Linked DNA regions of Mus musculus: all the other regions are linked to region 1. Evidence: chromatin contacts called from public Hi-C, HiChIP or PLAC-seq and promoter capture Hi-C data. All regions are on one chromosome and are shown on one strand. The core of a region is the stretch at or near the end of the contact, and the rest is flanking DNA. Distances in the headings are between cores, read along the strand shown.

What was found. Promoter capture Hi-C pulls out the DNA fragments that hold promoters and counts their contacts. Hi-C and Micro-C count contacts between places; a contact is called where the count stands out from the background. HiChIP or PLAC-seq counts read pairs in DNA pulled down with a chosen protein or histone mark.
Region 2: a contact with region 1 is called in a promoter capture Hi-C map of second pharyngeal arch cranial neural crest, with 2.8 times the contacts expected there. The contact joins the promoter of Gtdc1 here to the enhancer-like site in region 1. A contact is called at or near these places in 6 of 39 promoter capture datasets (the 3T3-L1 cell line, HPC-7-derived erythroid cells, cranial neural crest and 3 more), 1 of 15 datasets of contacts at CTCF or cohesin (pro-B cells), 4 of 484 Hi-C or Micro-C datasets (the N1E-115 cell line, cerebral cortex, embryonic fibroblasts and 1 more), 6 of 115 datasets of contacts at active chromatin or transcription factors (the NIH/3T3 cell line, astrocytes, embryonic basal ganglia and 3 more) and 1 of 9 other capture datasets (embryonic stem cells).
Region 3: a Hi-C map of the N1E-115 cell line shows a contact between it and region 1, with 5 times the contacts expected there. The contact joins two enhancer-like sites. A contact is called at or near these places in 2 of 484 Hi-C or Micro-C datasets (the N1E-115 cell line and myeloid progenitors).
Region 4: a Hi-C map of the N1E-115 cell line shows a contact between it and region 1, with 3 times the contacts expected there. The contact joins two enhancer-like sites.
Region 5: a contact with region 1 is called in an H3K4me3 HiChIP or PLAC-seq map of embryonic forebrain, with 5 times the contacts expected there. The contact joins two enhancer-like sites. A contact is called at or near these places in 2 of 484 Hi-C or Micro-C datasets (the HPC-7 cell line and the N1E-115 cell line) and 11 of 115 datasets of contacts at active chromatin or transcription factors (VIP interneurons, bone marrow-derived dendritic cells, craniofacial prominence and 8 more).
Region 6: an H3K4me3 HiChIP or PLAC-seq map of embryonic forebrain shows a contact between it and region 1, with 8 times the contacts expected there. The contact joins the promoter of Zeb2 here to the enhancer-like site in region 1. A contact is called at or near these places in 8 of 39 promoter capture datasets (cranial neural crest, embryonic stem cells, frontonasal cranial neural crest and 5 more), 1 of 15 datasets of contacts at CTCF or cohesin (pro-B cells), 5 of 484 Hi-C or Micro-C datasets (the N1E-115 cell line, cranial neural crest, muscle stem cells and 2 more), 16 of 115 datasets of contacts at active chromatin or transcription factors (the NIH/3T3 cell line, VIP interneurons, bone marrow-derived dendritic cells and 13 more) and 2 of 9 other capture datasets (adipose tissue and pancreatic islet).

Annotation. Positions count from the first base shown.
Region 1 is chr2:44,303,516-44,307,429 of GRCm38.p6, reverse strand. All of the region lies in intron 12 of Arhgap15 (Rho GTPase activating protein 15), which reads right to left. Among named protein-coding and RNA genes, the nearest start is that of Gm52508, 23 kb to the left of the region's middle. Within about 2 kb of position 1,974, at least 27 of the 459 cell types and tissues checked have an H3K27ac peak or open chromatin away from gene starts, as enhancers often do. A contact at or near this core is called in the N1E-115 cell line, VIP interneurons, embryonic forebrain and 2 more, where this site is marked.
Region 2 is chr2:44,924,997-44,928,889 of GRCm38.p6, reverse strand. It overlaps Gtdc1 (glycosyltransferase-like domain containing 1), which reads left to right and starts at 1,654. Exons shown (of 11, transcript NM_001362987.1): 1 at 1,654-1,748.
Region 3 is chr2:43,720,929-43,724,538 of GRCm38.p6, reverse strand. All of the region lies in intron 4 of Gm30374 (a long non-coding RNA gene), which reads left to right. Among named protein-coding and RNA genes, the nearest start is that of Gm30374, 6.7 kb to the left of the region's middle. Within about 2 kb of position 1,383, at least 26 of the 459 cell types and tissues checked have an H3K27ac peak or open chromatin away from gene starts, as enhancers often do. A contact at or near this core is called in the N1E-115 cell line, where this site is marked.
Region 4 is chr2:45,183,157-45,186,902 of GRCm38.p6, reverse strand. No RefSeq gene overlaps it. Among named protein-coding and RNA genes, the nearest start is that of Gm28643, 53 kb to the right of the region's middle. Within about 2 kb of position 1,557, at least 86 of the 459 cell types and tissues checked have an H3K27ac peak or open chromatin away from gene starts, as enhancers often do. A contact at or near this core is called in the N1E-115 cell line, where this site is marked.
Region 5 is chr2:45,095,102-45,099,101 of GRCm38.p6, reverse strand. All of the region lies in intron 2 of Zeb2 (zinc finger E-box binding homeobox 2), which reads left to right. Among named protein-coding and RNA genes, the nearest start is that of Zeb2os, 14 kb to the left of the region's middle. Within about 2 kb of position 2,106, at least 14 of the 459 cell types and tissues checked have an H3K27ac peak or open chromatin away from gene starts, as enhancers often do. A contact at or near this core is called in embryonic forebrain and forebrain, where this site is marked.
Region 6 is chr2:45,111,938-45,115,596 of GRCm38.p6, reverse strand. Zeb2 (zinc finger E-box binding homeobox 2) reads left to right here and starts at 2,318. Exons shown (of 10, transcript NM_015753.4): 1 at 2,318-2,774. It overlaps Zeb2os (zinc finger E-box binding homeobox 2, opposite strand), which reads right to left. Exons shown (of 3, transcript NR_110572.1): 2 at 2,604-2,754; 3 at 1,510-2,498.

The sequences.
Region 1 (3,914 bases), core at 725-3,224:
AGTAAGTAGAAAGCTTGGTAAGAAATATACCCATATATTAGTTGGGATAAATAATATGTATTTCTAAATTTTCCAAGTTTTTCCCTATTTTTATGGCAGTATGGGTTTATGACAATAAAATTAAGGCTCGATGTTTATAATATGGAATCTTTGATTAGCTGATTTTGCAGAAAACTAAACTCTTTACACAGGTCAAACCAGTTTTAGAAGAAACACATGCCTTTTCCCTAAGACGTCCCTTTAGGTATTGGTGGTGCTGTTGACCTTTCGGTGACTGTGTTCCAGAATCCAGGAGAATGTGTTTATATTGTTCTTTATTCTTATCTCCTGGTTGAATATATCAGGTGGAGAGTCTTTTGTTGAGCAAGTGCAGAAAGCAGGAAACCCAGATGACTATATGTTTGCAATCTGAAGGAGCAAGGACCCTGTGCTGTGTTGTGCAGATTTATATTCTAATTTCTAGTTCTTCCTTGATCATATCAATTTTAAGGGTGTTCTATTGTCTGCTGGACTGCATCTTAGAATAGTGGAATATGAAACATACAAGCCATGTACACACAACACCACTGAGCAGAAGCAAAGCTGTTGGTATATTGCCAAGTTGGAAAAAAAAATAGGCAGCTGCTTTCTTGTTCACAAGCACACAATTCACCACAATCCAGCCTTGATTTCTCTTCTCTTTGGAAAACATACCTATTAAGGTTCCTTTTATTTGTAAAATTAAAAATGAGGTAGTTATTCAACTAATGTACATACTTAAACCTCAATTTGCCTCAGTTTTCTGAACACTATAGATGCCCAATTAGTATTCGCTGATCAAATTAGCCAGGTAATTTATTGACTTCGTTGTTTGATCTCGCACACAAGTCGTGAACAGAGAAATGCTTTAGTAACCAGTAGCCAGCTCTTATGCACATTAAGCAGAGATACCAGGATCTGAAAGCCAAATCTTCCAATGGAGAAGTTGTTGAATGAGTGATAAATATTTGATTAAATGTTGGTCAAAATTGATGTTTATTTTTCATGGGGCATAAGTTTGCTGGGCTAGGGCCCCACTATAGTTGAAATGCTTAAGGGAGCCCCCTGTTGGTTAACCATAGAAATACCGGTCTTCAATGGCCATGTGGCTAAAAGTGATTTGAAACAGAAGCAACACAAGACTCCACATTTGATTAACATAAGTTCCTAAGAACTTTTCCGTTTTTCAAAAAAACCTTAAAGTTTTTTTTTTTGTGTTAAAGTGTATAAAAAGACAATACCAATTTCTAACAAGTAGCTATAAATGTAAGCAATTCAGATATGTTCTAAGCAGAAGTGAACCACGTGGTAAGTTGGTACATATGACAATAGGAGGTTTTAAAACCAGCAAAGGGATCACTGCCGTGACATTTTGCAAAGGCTCTTCTCCTAAAGCCAATTTTTGGCTGAATTAAGAAAGAAAATAAAAATTATGGGTTTTTTTTTTTTTTTTTTTTTTTTTTAGATACTCCAGCCACAGCCCTCTTCCCTGCTAGATATATTCCAGGACTTCAGAAAGAAAAAAAAATGGTAAAGGGATGCAAATGTTTTCCCTTTCCAGCAACATATTTTTCAGAAAAAGTAAACACAGGTTCCTTAGGGAGATTCAACGTGAAGGCTGTTTATTCCATCATTTGAATAGGACGAGACCTGGCCTTTGACTTGAACCACTACCAAATTTCAGACTGTGAGGAAATTGTTCTACATTTCCTGACAAATTGAGTTAAGCAGACATTAAGTGGGCTTTAAGAAAACAAATGGCCATCTTTATCACAGGTGGACACTGATGGCTTAATGGGGCCTGGGCTGATTGTATCACTTCTAATGGCTTGCCGGGAAGCATTAGGGTTTTTGCATAAAGAACTGGCATTGCGAAGCCAGCTAACACAGACCTGTCAAGCGCTCTGTATCCCTTTGTGCACGGAAGCAGATGTTTGTATGTATACTATGAACTGGCATTAGAGCAAGCGACAGATGCCTGTCTGAATGCCAGGTCTGTGAATCTTTACAGCAGGAGCATGTTCTGAGGAGGTGCAGCCCTGCCCTCCGTCATAGGTAATTCCCAGCGGGACTTGCTAAATCCCGGCTCCATTTTCATTATTTGGCTTTCTGAGCAACTGGATGAATGTGTCTATCCTGAAAATGCAAGATGAGAGCCCTACCGAATTCTTGCAGATTTGCAAATAGCTCAGCTGTGTTTTGAACTTGGACTTTGCAGGCAGAGCTTTTGCACTGCAATCGCAACCGACTTACTCAGAGGAGCCGGTGGCATTACAGCTCTCTAATTAAAACTTACTTCAGTGTTTCTCTGCCAGGCTCCCCCCCCCCCCCCTGTATCTCGCTAGATGCCCACCCCAGCTCTCAAGGAAATGCGATTTGAGTTCAGAGGTTTTTCTATTCTGTAACGTTCAAAACTTACACTCTGGTTGTCTGTCAACAATAGAAACAGGTAGCATGCCGTCCGTTAAACAAACACAGTGCCCCCCTCACTTTTATTTGACATTTTATTTGGCTGTGACAAATGAGCAGCAGTTGGATTATAACATAATTTGTCTTGTCTTTATTACCAGCACAAAGGACACCATTCATTAATTATTCTGCCGTTGCAGCTTAACACTGACTGGAAAGGTCCCTCTTCGGACAGATGGCGGGGCCGATGTTATTTATATCAATCAGCCAAAATCCTCAACAAGGATTACTGTTCCTGAGACTACAATGATTTATTTCTTTTTACCTCACCCTCCCTCAACCCCTTCTGCTTTCAGAAATTTCTCTATAAAAACGAAATTTGATGGGAATCTTAAAGCAAAGCCATATTTAACCTGTTAGCTTGCAAAACAACATGCATGCTACATCAGTTTAACTGCGTGACATTAGCTGCATATTTTTAAAACTGCTTGAGGTTTTTGATCTTTCATTCCACAGTAAAAGATTAAGGGAAGGTCTCAGGGCAGCAAGTTCAGAAGTTTGCCTCTTGTGTGACACTGTATTGCAGTGGCCCATGGGACCCTACAGCCCTAATAAGGATATTGAGCTGTCAAGACTTTTTTTTTTTTTTTTTTTTTTTTTTTTTTGTCTCTGTTGAGATGAGATGATGCATTCCATCTCTGCCCATCCAGACCGTGCAGACTTTCTAAAAGATCAGCTGAGGTTTTCGGGCAATAAAAAATAATAACTAAAACAAGCAAAAAGGCAGGAAAACTGTTATCATGTTTGAACTGGGATCAAGCAGAAGAAAGGGAAGGGTACCCTTTGATTTCTCTTCAGTGGACACCTTTGTTTAGCATCCAGAGGTGGTAGCTGGGAAGGGAGAGAGTGGTTTACTTTGCTTATTTGGGCTTGATAATGGTTCTGCCTAATAGGTCACCCATTAATAAAAGGCCAGACTGAATGCCGAGGTGCAATGTTCTTCTACTCATTTTCCAATAGTGTTTCTGAGATGTGAGTGCTTCTGAAAGTCTTCTGAGAGGTACATGAGTGCAAGAGCATAAGGACGGTGGAAGCTGACCCACAGGAAGTTCTTTTCAAAGTTCTTGATGAATACAATAAAGAAAATAATGCCAAAAGTTTTTTTCTTTTTTTTTCTTTTTTGTCTTCAGAAATTATTGGTATAACCTTGCTCTCCGGATTAGTTTGCAAATATTAAAAGTCCCATCAAGACAAATATCAGCAACATGCAAATACCCTTGCAGGTTGTGATTAAGATTTTAAATGTATCCTTTTGCTTTTAGTTAATGAAAAACAAAGTCTTAGAGGATCTAAGTTGTAATTTATTAAACATGAAAGGCTCCTTGATGAAATATAGAAATGAGATATATTTTGCATTTCAAAGATTTAAGCTGACAACTTACTTGCATGCAAATAAGAGCAAGATTTGTAAAAATATTTGAAAAGAA
Region 2 (3,893 bases), core at 405-2,904, 620 kb before region 1:
GGTTCCAGAGCCGGGGCCAGATGTCACTGAGATCATGCAGATGATCCCTGACTGAGAGATGCAAGTTGCATAACAAGAATCCTTGAACATACTAGGGTGAGATGGCTTCTGACAGCATTACCTAAGCTCACACTCACAGACCACGGATACTGAGACAGAGCCTCAATGTCAACGAATTTGGACCTTAAGTGACTTTATGCTTGTAGCTCTAAATCCTATGCTGACAAGTATGTGAGACAGGTCTTGGGAAATCTGGGCATATTGGCTAGGCAACTCATTTTCTCTGGACTTCAGATCTTAATCAGCAAAATAATAATAAAGACTCCCGGTGATCTTAAGTATACAATTCATGTATAAAATTATGGCTTTTTCCAGATTGATGAATAATAGTAGGCTTTGGGCTTTTCCCCAATATTTTATTCTGTGAAAAAGGATTTACTAGATCCATTTGCCATTTGGAATTCTCATTTTCAGCTTTCTGCATTCACTTTTTTTGTGTTTCCCAATTTGTGTAAAAGTAGATGGACAGATGGTTTATTAGGCTTTTTAAATGCTCGGGATACTGTTGTTCAAGTCAACAGAGGTTTTAAGCTTTGGAGGTCCACATAGAGTGTGGGCTTTGTTTAGAACAGAAGATCGTTTTCACTGTTCAATTTAAGGATAACAATGTTTTCTCACATAACTTTAAGCAACTTGTGGTTGTAACTCCAAAGGCCTAATCAGGCTCTGTTATTTTGGTATGCTTAATGCATTTCTGCACTACAGTCTGTTCCAAGTTGTAGCTTTAAAAATGAAGTTACCAGATAAAAGCATAGACCTACCGTTGCATGTTCTGTCTTTGCATGAATCATTTAATCCACAACGTGATCCCAAATACGAAATCACTAATTCAGACTCACAGAAATGTAAGGGAGATAAATTCCTATTTTTAATAGAAACCATTTAGACTTTCTTGGATTCTTTCTGACTTTTAATTGCTCTGTAGCTGCTCTTGTGGGGACCGCAGATATGTTATTATTAATACTCTAAGATGCATCTGTAATACGTATAGTCTCGACAGCCAAAAGGCTGCATATAAGTTAAGTACAGGAAACGCCAGCATCGGCTAGGAGAGGTCCCGCAAGAATTCCGAGGGGGGGGGGGGGGAAAGCGGGGCGTGCTGACCAATACCTGCAGGAGGGTGTGCACTCGCCTTGCGGGGTCCCCGAGGCTTAGGCGCGCCCGGAAGGACAGGGAAGGGGACTACAGGTGCCGGCTAGCCACCTGCCTGAGAACGTGCGAGCCGGTGAGTCAGCCCCCAGACCTCTCAGGGGAAGAGAAGGCCGCAGCGCGAGCGAGCGGAGGCAGCGACCAGAGGAGTGAGAGAGAGTACGGAAAAGCCGAAGGGGCGGCGGGGGCGCTGGCCTGACTGGAAAGCGTACGCGGGGCCCGTGGGCGGAGAGCAGGTGTGAGGAGCCGCGCCACCGTGGAGAGTTCGCCCAGCACCGCGCGTCCTCTGAGTCACCGACTAGGCGTGGAGGCCGCCGTCCGGGGGCGGAGCCTCAGGCTTGTGGGCGGGGAGGGGCGGGGCGAGGGCGGGGCCGGCGCCTGACGCGCCCCAAGGCCGCGGCAGCCGCAGCGGGGAGGGGCTGCGGCCTCGGTGGCGGCCGCGGGGGAGGGGCTCGGCGTCAGCGCGTCGCCAGCTGGGCTGTCGGTGGCCTGGAGGGAGCCGTGGAGGAGGAGGAGGAGAGGAGGAGGAGGAGGAGGAGGTGAGTCGCCTTGGCTGGGAGCTGCGCTGGCCGCGGGAGGCGGGGAGCGCGGCCCCTCCCTCCCGGCGCCCGCCTCGCGGGGCCGCGCCGCGCGGAGTTCCCAGTGGGGCGGCGGCCGCGAGGAGCGGAGGGGGAGGAGGGCGGAGCCGGGGCCGCGCTTCCCGGGCGCACGCGCGGCCTCCTGCTCTGCCCGGCCGCGCTGTGGCCCCGGGCGATGCTTTTCCCTAGCGCGGAGCTTGGGAAGGGCAGAGTCCAGGCGGACACTGGGACATCGTGCCATGGCTCCCGCGCAGCAAGGCCTGGCCTGCGCTTTCCTACTCGGGATCCACCTCAGGCGGCGAGACCCAACACCTCGCGGCCCCTCATTAGAGGATTCGGCATAGGCCTGATGTTTCCGCAGGATCCCGCCTGACGGGGCTTTCTAAAGCGAGGAAGGGCTCTTGGAGTTAATAAGTCTTTACAACTAACCGAACGACAGCAAAGTTGCATTAATAAATCAGTTTAACCCTCGATCTCGCGATAGGCAGCGTCTGCACCCCAATTCCCACTTCGCGGGGCTCGTGCAACTTTTACAGTCGTAGAACTACCCCTCATTGGATAAGCTTTGAAATAATTCTTAAAGTTAGTGCCTTGAGGCCCTGGGAAGTTCAAAGGAAAGGGCTTACATTTTCCCTCCCATCTGTATCACAGTTAAGGAAATGGAAAACGTGAATTGAAGGCGATCGTTCTCCACGCTGAGGATCATCGTCCCCTCTGTGCCCAGCTTGCGTGACTTAGCACCCCTGAAGTTGACTTTAAAGCTTACTGTAGTGGTTAGGTAAAGGAACTGCTGTGGGGGAAAAGGCAGTATAACTCAACAGAGCCATTTTATTGTGTCTTATTAACCCGTTTACCTTAAGCTTTATCAGTGACAAGAGTTTCATGTTGGAACCCACATACCCAGTGAGATACTGAATTTTCATTAGTACATTCCAGGTTTTGATGTGAAATAGATTCTCAGCTTCAACTGAGAAGAATTATACACTGTTGTCCTTAGGGTCTTGTTCTGTATTTAATGAAACAGTTTAATATTGAGGATTGGGGAAACACATTTTGAATCAGGATACTCCGACAAACTTAAACCATACCTACGAATACACTTTATAGCAACACAGTGTCTTTACTTCTGTTCTGAAATCATGCTGACAGTTTTACCTTATAAATCCTAGACTAATAGGACTCTCTGTTGGTGAGGGACCTCAGCAGTGTTATTCAGCTTCACTATTTTACATTTTCCAGAGATTTAGAAGGAACTAACAGAACTACTTGCCTTTATTAAGGATTTACTAGATGGACCCTTCTGATAGACACTCTTGTACCAAACTTGATCCTGATTTGACCAACTCCCCAGCCCACTGAGAAAGTAAAATGCTTTCCTGACCTCTGCTTCTTTCTCTCTTGATTATGGTATCTTAAAACCTGCCAAGTAATCACTGACTTTCTTTTTTAGCCTCCCTTTCAGATCATGGAAGAATAATTTCTAATTTTGACGAATCAGATACAAGTGATACAATTACTTGCAGTTGGCCAACTATTCTTACATCTATCTCTTAAGTTGAAGCATTTCTTTCTATTTTAGTTTAAAAATTTGAATTTAGTCATTTTCAGGTTTTATTTTTAGGAAACAGGTTCTTATATAGCTTAGGGTCAGAAATTTATTATATAGTTGAGGCTGGTTTTGAACTCCTTATCCTCATGCTCCCACTTTCTACCATGCCAGGGTTTTATTAGTTTTTATTAATTTTATTAGTCATATTCTTTAAAAAACATGTTTAATTAAAAAAAAATTGTGTGTGTGTATTCACATGTGAGTGCAGGTGTCTGTGGAAGCCAGAGGTGACAGATGCCCTGGATTTGGGGTTATGTAGATTCTGGGAACTGAGCTGGGGTTTTCTGTCAAAGGAATACACAGTTTAAAAAATTAAAAATATATTCTTTTCTCAGATATTATTACATCCCTACCACAGATTCTCATCCCTCCGCACCTTCTAGTCCCTTCTCCGCCACTCCTCCTCCATTGCTCTTCAGAAAACAGCAGGCCTCTTATGAATATCAACCAAACAAGACATGTGGAGTAAGACTAAGAATCTCTCCTCATATTAAGGC
Region 3 (3,610 bases), core at 134-2,633, 580 kb after region 1:
TCCTTCTCTTCTTTCTTCTCCTCCTCCTCTTCCTCTTCTACTTCCTCATCTTCTTTACCTCTTCTTTCCATGGTCTATATCACTTCATTCATTTTTCTCTCTCTTTATTTCACCTTTTCAGTCTGCTGTTACAGTGTGTCCGCAGCCCCTTTGAGCCCATGTGAAGTATATAGCTCAGTTCCGGTTTTGAGTTGTCCAAACGAAATAATGATTTAAAGCTCAATTTTAAAAGAACAGAGAACATTGAAGAATAGCAGCCCAGATTGCTTCAGTGATATTTAGTGGGTGCCAAGTGTAGACAGACTTGTAGACAAGTTCAAGGAAAGCATGCGAGGCTGCTCCAGCTATTATCTAATGAAGGTAGGATTCTATGTCTTGTACAAAAGAAAATCCAAAGTACCAGGGGATTTGACATATGTGCAAGGTTGTGTGTGTGTGTGTGTGTGTGTGTGTGTGTGTGTGTGTGTGTGTGTAAAGAGAAATATAAACTTGGGCTATGGCAAACATTGACAGAGTGAACTTTGGGACTCAGAATTGCAAAGATTTAGTTAGCTAGGAACCTGTCATCTTGTCCCTCGTGGTCTCAAAATGGTTGCCATGCTTCCTGCTTTCATGTATGAGCCCCTCACCAAATACCAGGCACATAAGCCAAAAAACTTTTTCAAATGTCCCACAGTGACAATTTTGCTTTTGTCTTTGGAGCCCTAACATGTGACACTTCTAGATGGGCCCATCGAAAAGCTCAAAAGAAAACACAGATCTTGTTATATAAGAAGATGGGATAATGATGAGGTCATTGTCTGGGAGTGCCCAGAATAAAAGATTAGGTAAGATTTAACCTTCCTGATGCATTAATGAGCTTACATTCCTCTTAAATAATGTAATTGTTTTATGCTACAGATCAGAAAATCCACAAATATTACAAAAAAAATCTATTGTCAACCACAGGCAACCAAAACGTGCATAATTAATGAGAACCTAACTCTGCTTGTCTAGTGTATGCAAATCTATTCATATAGACATGTAGGTGTATCGATATGTGTGCACGAAGTCACACACACACAGCTTGTGGAAGTGAAGCCAAGTGCTTCATTGGAAGGGGGTGTGGCTCAAGGCTGTTCCAGTCACTAGATCTTCATTGTTAACAGTAGTGTGTGCCAATCTATGTTGACAAGCCCTTCTAGTGCATAAGTTGCAGGTACCTTCACGGTGCCACCTAATACTTCAGGGACGTAGCCCCAGAGTTACACTTGAGACTACAGAGCTGATATCCAGTGGTGAGAAAGACGAACACGTGAAGTCATACCAGAGTTCTTCAGAACAGGGAGCTGCAGGGAGGTGCCGCCACAGTGCAGGCCTTCTGTCCCCCTAACTCCAAGCTCTGTCTGCTCTCATCTCTTAGACTTAACTGTATGGCTTTATAGATTATCTGCAGTCTCCGAACCCTCCCTCTGTTTCATTGATTTCTTGATTTCTAGAACAAAATCCTTCAAAGATAAGAAAGATCGGATGCAAACGTTAATGCATCTGGGAAATCGAGGAATGATGCCTATCGGGAGACTAAAGAAATGTCCCAGCAGCGAAATATGCAAATCCACCAGAACAGCCATGCTCCAGTCAGTTTTCTTTGTGATTTGGCGCCACCTTGTGGCCATTACAAGAATCAGCGTAAATACTAATGATGGGACCTCTCTGGGGTTTTAACTAACTAGAATGTCCTACGTTGAGGCAGCAGTTCTCAAAAGCCTCAGTCATGTGGCCCCGTAGATTATTGGCTATCCTAGCTCGGCTAGATTGGCCAAATATGGTGATGTTTGCCTGGGAAAAGCACAGGTAGATATTGCCCTTACGCAGCAGCTAAGCCTAATCAACAGTGTAGGTGAGCAGGTAGTACCAGCAGCTGACCATTCTCCAGACTCATGGACGGGACACACACAAGACCATGATCTTTTGAAGTCACTCTTCTTGCATCATACTGTCCCGAAATTAAGGGGAGTTTAAGTTGAGTGATCACAGGTTAAGCAAATGTTACCAGGATAAATTACTACTACTACTGCTACTACTACTACTACTACTATTACTAGCTTTCAAGCTTTAAGACGAATTAGTGACCATGGATGGACATGTGTGTTGTTTGTCTGCCAATGTTTCCGTGTGTAATTCCATTAACTCTTGTGTAAGATCAGTGCCATCTCTCAATGGCTTTGAAGTTGTCCCCAGTTATGGTCAATACTTGCTCCTTAGTGCTGTGACGTTCAGGGATGTGGTTGTGCGGAAGGATTGGGAGCAAGAGGGTTAAGTCACCAACCCTAATCTTATGGGCTATTGGGAGAGGATTGCGACTTAATAGATGGGACTTGATAAAAAACACAAAACAAAACAAAAACAAAAACAAAAAAACAAAACATAACAGTGGTTTGTTTGGGACATGGCCTTTGTGGCTTTTTGCCTCTGTGGGCACTTTCAAGAACTGGATATTTGGACATTTACTCCCCAAGAATCCGTGTGTCTGCTTGAGATTTCATTTAAATCACCCCTCCATCCATCTAGCCACGGGGCCATCCAGAGCAGGCACGCTGCCAGGGGTGTGTTCCCTTCAAGAGAGATATTTTTTCCCCCAGGGTAGGTTTGGTGAAGTATTGGAGATCTTGAACTGTGTCACAGAAAGCAAAATGGAAACCGAACAGCAATAACAGAGCCAGGGTCACCTGCACTCCAAGCTGCGGAAGGAACCGATGTTTCAATGAGGTGACCCAGGTCCTGCGGAGAGGAGTTGCTATGTGAACAAATAGAATTGTGCTGGGGTTCATAGTTTGTTTGGAAACTTTTGATTAATAACACAGTTTGAGTGATTTTACTTTGTCTTTTGTCCAGGGTTCTGAAAATATTGCAGTGGATTTGGAAAATAAGTGTGTGTGGGGGGGGGGGGGGGGGGCATGAAGCATTTATTTTTCCAGGTCTGTGATGGCCTCTTATCCATCCAGGCATCCAGGCACAGAAAGGCCAAAACATTTTGATATATTTTTGCCAAGGTCTTCTTCAGCTGTTTTCTGGCCCCATCAGTTCCTGCCAGTGCTCAACTTAGGACAGAGGGTGTTCCCTTTTACAGAGAGAAGCTTAGCAAAGAGACACTGGCAAATCAAAAGTTGAGTACCAGGAAGTGGAAACAAGAACCCTGGAATCCATTAGCTTGGTGAATGGAGCAAATTCAACCAGAAAATGAAGATGTACCAAACAAATCTCTCCTTAACTTAAGCCAGAAGTCAGAATGGAATTAAACACGAGACTGCATTTGAAAATGATAGACTGAGCACCCATGGATTAGAGAGACAGCCAACCTCCCCCGTCCCCCAAGCTCTGAGAATCTTCCTTCACACTGAGGTATGATGCTTTATAGAAATACTGACTAATGCTCTAGTATTGGGTCATAAGCTAATTTTACTACCCTTCCTTTATTGAGAAACTTGGAAAGAAATCCCCTGGCTTGACCTCATCTGTGTGCACTTATAAGTGGCTGGAGACCACCCTGTCACTGGAGGGTGCTTCATAGTCACTGTGTCTACTGTACCTTGTTAGAACTCTGTCCTCATACCCGTGCCGTTCTGTAGAA
Region 4 (3,746 bases), core at 308-2,807, 880 kb before region 1:
AGTTACCATTTATTTCTTTTAACATTTTTATTATTTCTTTTATGTTTTGAGATTATAATTACATTATTTTCCCCTTTTCTTTCCTCCCTTCAAACCCATATACCCCTCCTTCTTCTTTTTCAAATTTGTGGCCCTGTTTTCATTAGTTATTGTTATATATATATGGGATATATATATATATATATATATATATATATATATATATATGTATATATATATATACATATATATATATAATTCATATCTATGTTCCTAAATATATAAATACAACATGGTCAATCTTTTATGAGTGGTCAATGTCATTTCATTTTTTTCTACCTTGAGCTTTGAATCCTGTCTCCAGCGAACTTGTAATATTGTAATTCTCTCCTCCAAGAAACACTATGTTTATGTTCTAGTCATTCCATCAGCGACTGCAGCAGGTTAGGGACACTTCATACTCAACGATTCAAGTGCAGTTTTATGGTCGATATACCTAGTCACAAGGACAAGTACCCTACCCTGCCTAGATACCTGCATCATTCACTTGACACCATGAGGTTGAATGGTAACTTCAATTTGAATTGTACTAATTAAGCATTTCCTTTCTGCTGGCCTGGAAGACATAGCCTAGATTCTTAGTAAACTTTTCTTCTACTACTGAAATCACATTCAGAGACTGTAGCTTCTTAGAAAGAAGTGTGCGATTCACTCTGAGCACATGGAAGGCAGAGTCTGACACAACTCTTAGAAATCCATACTGAACTGAAAACAAACATCAAAAGATGGTGGAGAGGACATTCAGATTTAAAAAAAACAAAACAAAACAAAAAAACTTGAAGTCTCAGGACCACAGGTAAAAACTTCCCCCTTAGGATGCTCTGGTCACCAAATTCAAACCTATTCAGAAACAAAAGTGAGATGAAAACAGGACAAAAATTCCACAGCTTTATTTAAGAAGTGATATTTGAGCTATAAAGGATTTCCTGTCATTCTTGCTTGAAGTAATTTTATAATATTCTTTTGTTCTTGGGCTAGTCTACAATCCAAACAATCATGTATGCAAATGGCTCACTAGAGCAGTGGATGACCCAACAGGATAAACATTATTGTTTACCCAGAAGCACTATATGTTCATACACAAATGGCATTAAAAGCTTGTGGTCAGATCAAAAAACCACAACTGTAATTGCTTATTTATATAGCTCACCATTACTCTGTAGTGTAAGTTTACATTTTACAAAATTTCTAAACAATGCTGTTGTTCTTAGAAGAGTGAAAAATGTATGGTTTGCCCAAATGATTAAAGACAAACAGCTTGGGTCTAAGCCTCTGGTGAGAGGCTTCAGTATGGAAATTATTTACTTTGTCCAGTCTTACAGTTCTCATTTTTAGGCCGCCCTTGAAAGTCTATGATAACAGGGCCATTCAGTGAATTTCTGCATTTTTTCTCTTCAGTTCAGGGCAGCTGGTTTCTTTCTTCTCTAAGCAGAAAGCTCAAGTATATTTATCACCCCAAGAATGACTCAAAACAAACAGGAAGTCTTCATCAGGCGGCTCCTGGGCATAGCTGATATTAGGTACCGGCAGAGAGGAAACAGAGCGACCATTCTCTGGGAGCCAGGCAGAAGGTACATGCAGATGTAGGCGATAACCAACTTAGAGATGCTTCCAACGACCACCACGTTCTCCCAAGATTAAGTGGCGTGGCAACACTCGCCAGCTTTCCGAGGCTACTAAAATTCCTCGGGAGTTTTCCTTTCCATTTCAGTTTGAAAAAAGCAGTTTGAACTGGATACCATGAGACTCAAAATCCTTGTGAACCTAAGCGCCAAAGGAAACCTGGGCGGGAGCTATTCTGGGAGATCTGGCTTTGATCTGGTTGCTAGGAAAAAGCCCGGCTTTTGTCTGCAAGTATTCTGAATGGCTCCTTCAGTCAGAATGAGGCCTGCAGGTCACTGTCTGAATTAAGTGAAGAGGACTTTTTTTTTTAACGCTAAAAATGAAGTTGTCGCTGTATGGCACAATAAAGCTGGAGAGAGCGACTGTATTGCCGTGCCATTGCAGCAGCTCTTTGCTACAACTTAAAACTCCAAGGTATACTGTGGAAATCACTGGAGCATGCTTGCAGATCAAATATATGCAAATAGCCCTCAGTGGCACATATGTTCCTAGAGACCTCCCCTACACCTTCTTTTCAAATAAAACCTGTTTTAGATTCAAAGCACACTCTATTTTTATTAATGCAAACTTTCACTATCAAACAATTTTTTAACTTTATAAATAAATAGGGAAGCCAACCACTCACACCTAACTTTCCCCAACCAACCAAACTGGGAGAAATGGGCAGCTAACTCCTAGTACCAGTTCAAAGGTATTAGGCAATCCACTGGGGAGAGAGTCCCACCTCCCCCCCCCCCCCATCTGTTGACTAATCTTGTTTAGAATAAGGCCAGTACCTTTGTGTAAGGACTTTACAGCCAGTATCTAATCTTCACAGATCCTGGTAAGGTAGAAAAGGGGGAAATCTTATCTCTGTTGAACAGATGAGGAGACAGAGATGCAGGGAGTGAAGAGCTCACATTTTAAGTGGCACCTTCTGTTCTGATGTAAGGAATGACGAAAGTAGGACTGGAATGTCAGCTTCGACTTGCGTGCCCCTGGTCCCTTTGAGGACCTGCATTACTCTCCAGTGACCGTGTTAGCCCTCCATACGCTCTTGGGAAAATGTGCAGCAGCGACTGTGAAGTCAAGCCCTTGACCTCAGCACCAGTGACATCAGGTACAAACGAACTGGAGCCACTGAATGAAAACCGAAGTCGCCTCCAGCAGAACAGGACTAATCACAGCCCTTCTAAATCAGTTTGGAAAGAAGGGGCTATTTTTCACAACTTCCTTCGGTTTCATCCTCCCTCCCCTTTGTTCAAAATTTATTTTGTTCTTCTAGCAAATCCTAAAGCGTACGTAGATTCAAAAATAAGAGAGAGAGCTGAGACAGAAAAAAAATGGGCAAAGAAACATTTCATTTTAAAGAACCAAATGAGTGAGGTCAAAGTGTTCAGAAGCTGGGACCATCAGGCACATAGCAACCCTGCTATATGAAATGTTTTCACACTTGCAGTAAAAATAAGGACAGGCTAACAGTCAAAAGCATCCTTTTCCAAATAATGCCGGACATCCTCTTTTAAAGAAACTAGGTACTTTGTTTCTTAGGGGAAGCTAGAGTGGAAATTAATTCACTCACAGTGAATTCTCCCTGAGTTAAACCACCTGATAAGAGACAACTACCACTGCCCCCCCAAGGAGGCTGGGGACAGCAGTATCTATCACACAGGAACAAATCCAGCTTGAGAAAGAAGGCAGCCTGGGCTATCTTTTGGAATGCAATTACCCTGCAGATCACCAGGCAAGAAATTCAGGAAGCCCAAAACAGACCTGCCTGCCAAAAGACATTTGGACAAGAAAACAGAAATGTTTTCTGAGTAGCGTGACATCTCCTTCTACCTGCTTTACCTACTCAGATCTCTTCAAGCTTTGCATACAGTTGTAAACCTTTAGACACTACAAGATTTGTAAATCTACCTCGAAAGGCACAAGGCAGATCCACATTTTAGTATCAAATTAATGGATCCTGAACTCTCAATCCAGGACTACTAATGTGTTAAAAACCCAGCTCTGAATGTGGAGAGAGACCAATTTGCCTTTCTGGATCCCTGTAATGGTAACAGGCTAACAGAACCAATTAGCCAGCTACACAATGGGTCTTC
Region 5 (4,000 bases), core at 857-3,356, 790 kb before region 1:
GTTGTAAGAGGTGAGGTTTACATAGAAAGAACTCAGTCGGCTGTGTTTTCATAACAAAAAGTCCCATTAAGGGAGAAATATCTAGAAGCAAGATGGTTACCCCCTAAAGATTTCCCATCACCTTTGCTCTGCTAACAAAAATGTGAAAACTAAATCCAACCCATCTGCACACTCCTATACACCCAAACACGAATGCATACTAGGGTCCTAACTCTGGGTCTTTTTCTCTTTAGCCTTACTCTAAAGAAGACCTACCCCATAAATGAGACCCATTTAAACAAAAAGCATAGATAGGAAGAGTTGATGTAGACTTCTGCAGTCAGATTTCAGGAGAGAAAGATGTTCTCTGTGCTACCCGAGGCTTACTGAATTTGCTTGTATCTAATAATCTACGCTTAAGTGTATTGTGTAGGATAAATTACTTGCTTTATGCTTTTAAGCTGTTTTCCTTAAATAGTGCCTACCTTAATATAGATTATCCTAGATTTATTGCAAGTTATTATGGGAAAGGAAAGGAAAGGAAAGGAAAGGAAAAAAAAAGAAAAGAAAAGAAAAGAAAAGAAAAGAAAAGAAAAGAAAAGAAAAGAAAAGAAAAGAAAAGAAAAGAAACTCAGCATTCTGGAATCCTAACTGAAGATAATACTTTAAAGTGGTGTTTATAGTGTTTAGGAGAAAGGGGGAGGGAGACCTTTAAGCTACACTAAATACTTAGAGGTGTATAGTACTTTATACTTGTGCAGATAAAGAGTGAGGTAGCCTTGCTCCATGAATCCCAGGCCACAAATGATATGTGCCAGTAGGTTCTTTGATAGGGTTCCTGGCCACAGTGTTTTTGTGCTGTCAAACTGCTATGTTGAACAAACACCTCCTCCGGGACAAAGTGATAAATGCAGAGACAGGCTGGCTTCAACCAGTCTCAGCGACCTCCTCAGCCACACCCCCACTCCCAGGTCCACCTTCTTCCCCTCCCCCACACTTGAAGTTGACAGTGTAGAGAGGTGGGCAAGGTTTTTCCGAGGTGTCAGGGGTGACTGATTATTGCCCCTCCCTAAGTCTTAGGAACCGGTATTCGGGTTACAGGCAAAGTCCTTTTTCTGGCAGGCTTTATCTGGTCTTTTTCAATGAAACTAAACTGGAGCTAAACTTTTGCCAACTCGAACCTTCTCCACTTTTACTTAATCGCTCAGAAAACGGCTTCCTTTCCTCATGTGTTCTCTCCAGTGATTTGAGCGTCATTTTCTAATGTTCAGATGATTGCGTCGTGCAACACGAAACAACAAAAAAATGTTGCCTTAAAAACATCCAAACACGATACATACTACTTTCTTGCTTCCTAGCATTGTTTTAGGGCCAGCATTTCAGATGGATAGTCAATGAAATTTCTCTTCTCTCTGTTAGAGCCATTATTCTCTGACTAAACCCTGTTTGTTGGTGCCTTTGTGTGTGCATTTTTTCCCCCGATGTTAAATGAATTTCCGTCTTCTACTTCTGCAATCTCTAAGAAATAGATAAACCATTATATTTTTTCTCCTGCTCGTATTTTAAAGTGGTGATCCTGACAGCAGGACGATTATTGCACTTTATGTTTTAGTGGATGTTTGCTGTTGCTAGTTACAGCAACACTTATCATAAGACAGCAAGAAAGGAGTAGTCCCTGGTAATTAAAGTAATGAAATATTCATTTACTCTACCTTTTCTGTAGTCTCACAAATTAGGCTGCTACATTTAATGCCTGCACTGCCTCTGTTTTTATTATAATGGCAGCTTTCGCATCTGCAATTAGGACTAATTCTGACAGTTACAATTTCTGAGGGACGGTAAACAGTGAGCGAGCTGTGCAGCGGAGGTATTACACGTGAAAAGCCCTTGTCTCTTTAACCTTGTTGTTTTTTTTTTTCTCACAGAGGTTACCTTTTCCCGATGGTGCAAAATCGACTTGACATAACTGTTCATCAGTTTCAGGGTTTTCCCTGGAGGTATTTGCATCAAATCAGCCCAGTCAAGCTTCAAGTTGAAATTGGCAGGCCAGAAACTCACAGGGTAGAGACTAGAGAAGAGACAGCCAACGTACAGGCAGCAAACTGACAGCAGCCGAGTCTGACAGAGAGGGGGAGAGGCTGGGAGAAAGGGAAAGATTTTCAGCTTGAGTGTTGGGGAACCCCAGCCCCTCCTGGGCCAATGTCAGTAGCACCTGAAACTCCAGAAGGAGCAGGAAAGGTCTAGATTCAGAACACCTCCCACCACTAGGGCCCCTCAGCCCTGCCTAGGTTCACGTTTGCTTACTCTGATTGGATGCCTAAAGAGGAGTGGGTGCACTTAATTATCTGAGGCATCTCCTCGGTACTTAGCAGAGCTCGAAGGCCAAATCTCATGATCGGTGTTCTAGAAGAAAATGAGAAGGTTTGCGCTTCTTTCTTTCACTCTCTTTCTTTCCCCTGCTCCCAAATTGTTAACTTGTGGGACCATGAACAATATTTGTCTCTTTGCTGCCTTTCTCTTCTGAAGCAGATTAAATGTTCATAGAGACCAGAAACCAGGAGCCTGTAAATGCAAAATGCATTTTGGTCAACCCAAACAGACACGTAACAAACATATGTTCGAAGAGACACTCCTGTGAATAGCAAGGAGTTGCCAATTCTCTTTGTCAAATAATTCCCTTCTATCCTGATGACAGAGTTTGTTTAAAGGCCCCAAAACAAGGCGAAAATCTTAAAACCGTGAGAATGTTTCTTTCTTTCTTTTTTTTTTTTTATTTTCCTATTGAGAATACCACTTTAAGAAGAATTCTATAGTTGCAAAACTTGTTTTCACAATGAAAATAAATATAAAATTTTTTTTCTATCTTTGGCAGAGTACGTGTTTTTCTGCTTTATGTCTATAAAACAGATGCACGTTTCCCCATTCTTCTCTACAGTTTTAAACTTTGGAGAAGGGCGGCGGGAGGGGGGATGGGGGAAGCCTGGTGTCTTTACCAGATGATTTAAAATCCTCTTCTCTTTCCAGCTAGACTTGGGGGTCGAATAAACCCTTGCTTTCAAGCAGTCTTCAAGCTCCGTGTATGACAGGCATTGGCTGATCTGTTGATGCCCATTCGACAGGCACTGTTGAACTAAAGTGGTGTGACGGCACAGTTTTGTTAAGCTGTGAACAAAGGTTGGAGATGCCTTACTGGCGTCACCCGTGTGCATATTGGCCTTGTCACAGTGTGCTTGATTTAATGCTCTGTTTATTCCTAGATATTAAAACCTAAATTCTGAACAATAAGTTTTTCAAATGCTACTACATACCAACTTTATTTTAAAAAGCTTTAACTTTGAAGACCCCAGGGTCCATTTGCTCCTCCAGCCCCCCCACCCCCACCCCCCAATGCAACCAGTATTAGAACATAGCTCTGGAAAAGAAACGGACTCCCAGTACCTTCTTAGCTCTTACCCATTTAAAAATGGGATTTCAGCCTTTAAAAAGCCTTATTAGAGTAAAAGATTTATTTCTTCTTTGATCATTGGCTGAAAGTGATTATTTATTTCCAACAGTGTGTTCTCACGTAAATTCCTAAGGGACAGTTACCTTGTGTACACACAGCACTGCAAGAACTTTGAAAAAAGAGATATATTATTTAAAAGGTAGTGCTAAAGGAAGCCATTTAGAAATACCTGAAAGAGTAGGGCACATATCCACTGTCGGGGAGTTTGTGTTAAAGTGAGCCTTACTTAAGACAGCAGAGGAATTAGGTTAAGACTTAAAAATAAAACTTGGGGTACGAAAATTCCCGCTCCACAGACAACAGACAAGTCTTCAAAAGAAATCTTAAGTTTGGTACTAAATTTAGTTTCCAGTGTCCTGTTGAATGGGTCTCAGGCTTTATCTTTGCCGGTTTTTTGTTCTCTCTCTGTCTTTTTCCTCTCTCCAGGTTTGCTTCAAGTGTTTGCTAAGAGATTAGTTAGCGAGTTTATATTGAGGAGGTAGCCATGGGAAGCAGCTAGCTGCTCAAAGGAACGCA
Region 6 (3,659 bases), core at 1,069-3,568, 810 kb before region 1:
CTCAGTGCTAACTATTGGGGGCCGCCTTTTGGCACTGGAGAGATGAATGAGTCTAAGGTAATCAGATAATTAGGTGTTTTTAATTGAAATAGTTAATGGTCTATTTTGTCAGATCTGAAGTAAGAAGATATTTTATATCCATGATAAGGTCAGAGGTTTGTAGCTATTTGTTCGACTTGCCATATAGTCTCATTGTGCCTTTGCACTGGTGTGTCTGGACTAAAAAGACGTCCAGTAGCTACCTGGGTGCCTGCAGAAGGGGCTTGCCAATAGTCACTCCGTAAAACAGGCTCCCTATTCCTCCAAGGGAGGCTTAACGGCACACTTTGGAAGAAGGTGGTCTCTGATTTTTTTTTTTTTTTTAAGGAAAGAGGTGGAAGGAAAAAGGATATGAACAGTAGTGATAAATCTTATGGGAGGAAACTTGATAAGTCTTACATATATTTAGTACAGCTACATGATAGTATGAGAAACGTAAAATATAGCACGGATGTGTTTGACCCATGCTGAAATCCTTTTCTTTATTAATAATTTTTCGACTGCAAATCCCAACAACCTACAGATCATCTATAGGTACTCTATCTGTGATAGGGGCAATGGAGAAATTAATTTATCCAATCCTTCTCATTGTAAATGCTCAAATTAGGAAAGAGGAGAGTGTGTAACCAACTGTGAAAATCCGCTTTCTTGCACCCTAGAATGAAATCTAGCTGTGGTCATGCTGGGTGGCTATTACCCTCCCCCCACCACCACCACTGAAAAATAAACATGCAAAATACAAAGCCCTGTAGCTCTGGGAGTGTGGCTGTGGCAGCAGCCCCTGTGGTGGCTTTCCCCTCCTTTGAGTGCAATCGCCAGTGACTCTTGCATTCAAAGTCTTGCTGTAGGCACACATTCAAAGCACAGTTCAAAGCAGTTTATCTTAATATGAGTAAAAGTCTAGTGTTGGATCAGGGTATTATTTGTTTCAGGTCTCTTCAGACTGAAAACAGGGGACTATGACATATTTGACAGTATTAAAGCAGAAAAACTGATAAGAGGCAGCTGTTTGGCCCTCTTCAAACCTCCACCTTTTCCTTTATACTGGAGTCTATAGGCTGTGAGACTGGGCATCTCTCTGTGCTCTCGGGTTCTTAAATACTTTCACTATTTAAAATAATGGGGGGGGGTCTCCTAGTATTTTAAGAAATTAAGCCTTAACTGTTGAGGCAAAACAGTTTCTTCCTTTTCCTATAAATACAGAGCATCCTCAAATTTGGCTGTCTTTATTTACTTCTATATTAGTTCCAATTATGTGCAGTGTAAACCAGCTTTTTGATTAACAAAACAGCAGAGCATTGGTTAAGAACACTTAAACTTCAAAAAAAAATCCCCTGGGAAGTGGGCTCTGAATTGGTTAATAATGTGCAGTACTTGCTAAATTGCTGACTTCCAGATGTGGAAAATATCTTTCTTGTTTAGGACCTATGTAACCTGATTGGATTACGACAGAAGCGTCACGTTGGAAGCTTTTTGAGTGATTATTTAATTAACCATACAGTAGAAAGCTGTATTCTCCAGGAAATCCCTTCCATATTTGCATAACCAATCCCTTCAGAGCAAAGGTGGAGTCTTTTCTTTTTAATTTTAGTTTAATTGCAATATCAAAAATATGCACTTCAAAACTTAGACCCCACACAGTTTAGTGTCACCCTCTTCTTTCTTTCGTCCTAAGTTCCTCTGACCTTTCTCCTTCTTCCTCCTGCCCCTGTCCCCTCACTTTGTAATGTGGTCTGCATGAGGTGTAGAGGGGTCCAGAGATTGGCCAGCATAGTACAGCTCTATGTTAACCTAGAGACCCTTTATTAAAATGCCAAACTTTTAATATAGGGATCCAATCCAGAAAATCTCCCCCCCACACACACACACACATACACACATACACTGCACACTGAGATCCTAAGATGCAGTGTACAAGTAGCATTTCCCTCCCCTAGCTCTGGCATCTTTAAAAAAAAAAATGTAATAAGAGAAAGGGCAAGAATTTAGTTCCAAAAACGGTGCTTGAGGTATCCATACAACTTGACGTGCACCTCAAACCTAGTCACCAGAGATATCTGTATAAGACAAGAGATCTGCATGGAAGACCCGAGAGCTTTCCCTTTAACTTTCGCCCCTTGGAGTTCTCCAGTTCTGTGAATGGTGTGCACCGTTTTCCGCCCAGTACTCTGCAGGATTTAGTGATGAGGATAATGATGCCAAAGGCTTGCTTGACGGGGGGGGGGGGGGGGGGGGGGGGCGTGGAGAAGGGAGGGAGGGAGAGAGGAAGGGAGGGAGGTGGAATTTCATTTCTTCCACTAAAGCGTTTGCGGAGACTTCAAGGTATAATCTATCCCAGATCCTTTCCCAGAGAGAAACTTGGCGATCACGTTTTCACATGATGCTCACGCTCAGGGCGCTTCAATTATCCCTCCCCACAAAGATAGGTGGCGCGTGTTTCAGGGTCTCTCTTCTCTCCCCTACAGAAAAGAAAAAGAAAAAAATGTCATTAGAAGAGGCGTAACACGTCAGTCCGTCCCCAGGTTTGTGTTTCCTGGAGTGGCCGAAAAGAGATCAGTTCTAACCTGCTCGGCAGGAATAACGGTCCTGCCTCCAGACACTCTTGGCGAGGTTTTGTTCAGTTTGCTCCGGGAGCTGTTTCTTCGCCTCCACCTTTTTCTCCCCCACACTTCGCGGCTTCTTCATGCTTTTTCTTCTCACCATTTCTGGCCAAAACTACAAACAAGACTTCACAGGTAGGTTTCCCACCCCCCCCTTCTTTTCCTCCTCTTTTTATCCTTTTTTGGTGCTCTTGCCCCCCACCCTCCCTCTCTAATTTTCTCATTTTGAGTGGGAATGTTAGTCTGAAGTGAGCCGGGTGTCTCTGGACAGGAATTTCAGGTGGTTTTAGCTCTTTGGTGGCAGGCTTTCTTTTCCCAAGAGTGGCTTCTTTGCTTTCTCATGCCTTCCCTTACTCTCTCTTTCCTTTCCTCTCCCTTTTTCCCCTTCCCCCAGTAATTCGCCCTGTACCTGTCCATTCAGGTAACCAAAGGTGTTTTTTGCTACATAGTCTAGGAAAAGTTTTGTTGAGAACTGAATGGCTGGGGTAAAAAACTCATCAAGTGGAGAGTTTCTACTGCTTTGTTCTCACACCGACTTTCAATTCATTATATCAAGCAATTAAAACTTGGCAAATACCTGTTAATAATTATAAAACTTATTCGAGAAAGACCTACCAAATTCGGGAGCAAGTCCTTCTCTTAGATCTGGCAGACTAGTCTAACCTTTCCCACCGGAGAAGGCTGTTTTCTAAGCAGAAACTTGACTGTTTTTGTCTGCCTAGCGAGTTTCATTTCTTTATTTCATTCTTTGTGTGTGTGTGTGTGTGTGTGTGTGTGTGAAGTAACACCTCACTTCTGTGATTATAAATAAAGAAGTGAAAGTTCTCTTGGAACTTGAGTCGTTTACCAAAGTGTATGGGAGAGGGGGGGTCGCAACAGCTGGGAAGAAAACTGCTGTCAGGATAATAGGGTTAAAATTAGGGTAACTTTTGATATTTTATTTTAAATGACCAAGTAATATACACATCGATTTTTCATGGAACTCCTCTCTCTCTCTCTCTCTCTCTCTCTCTCTCTCTC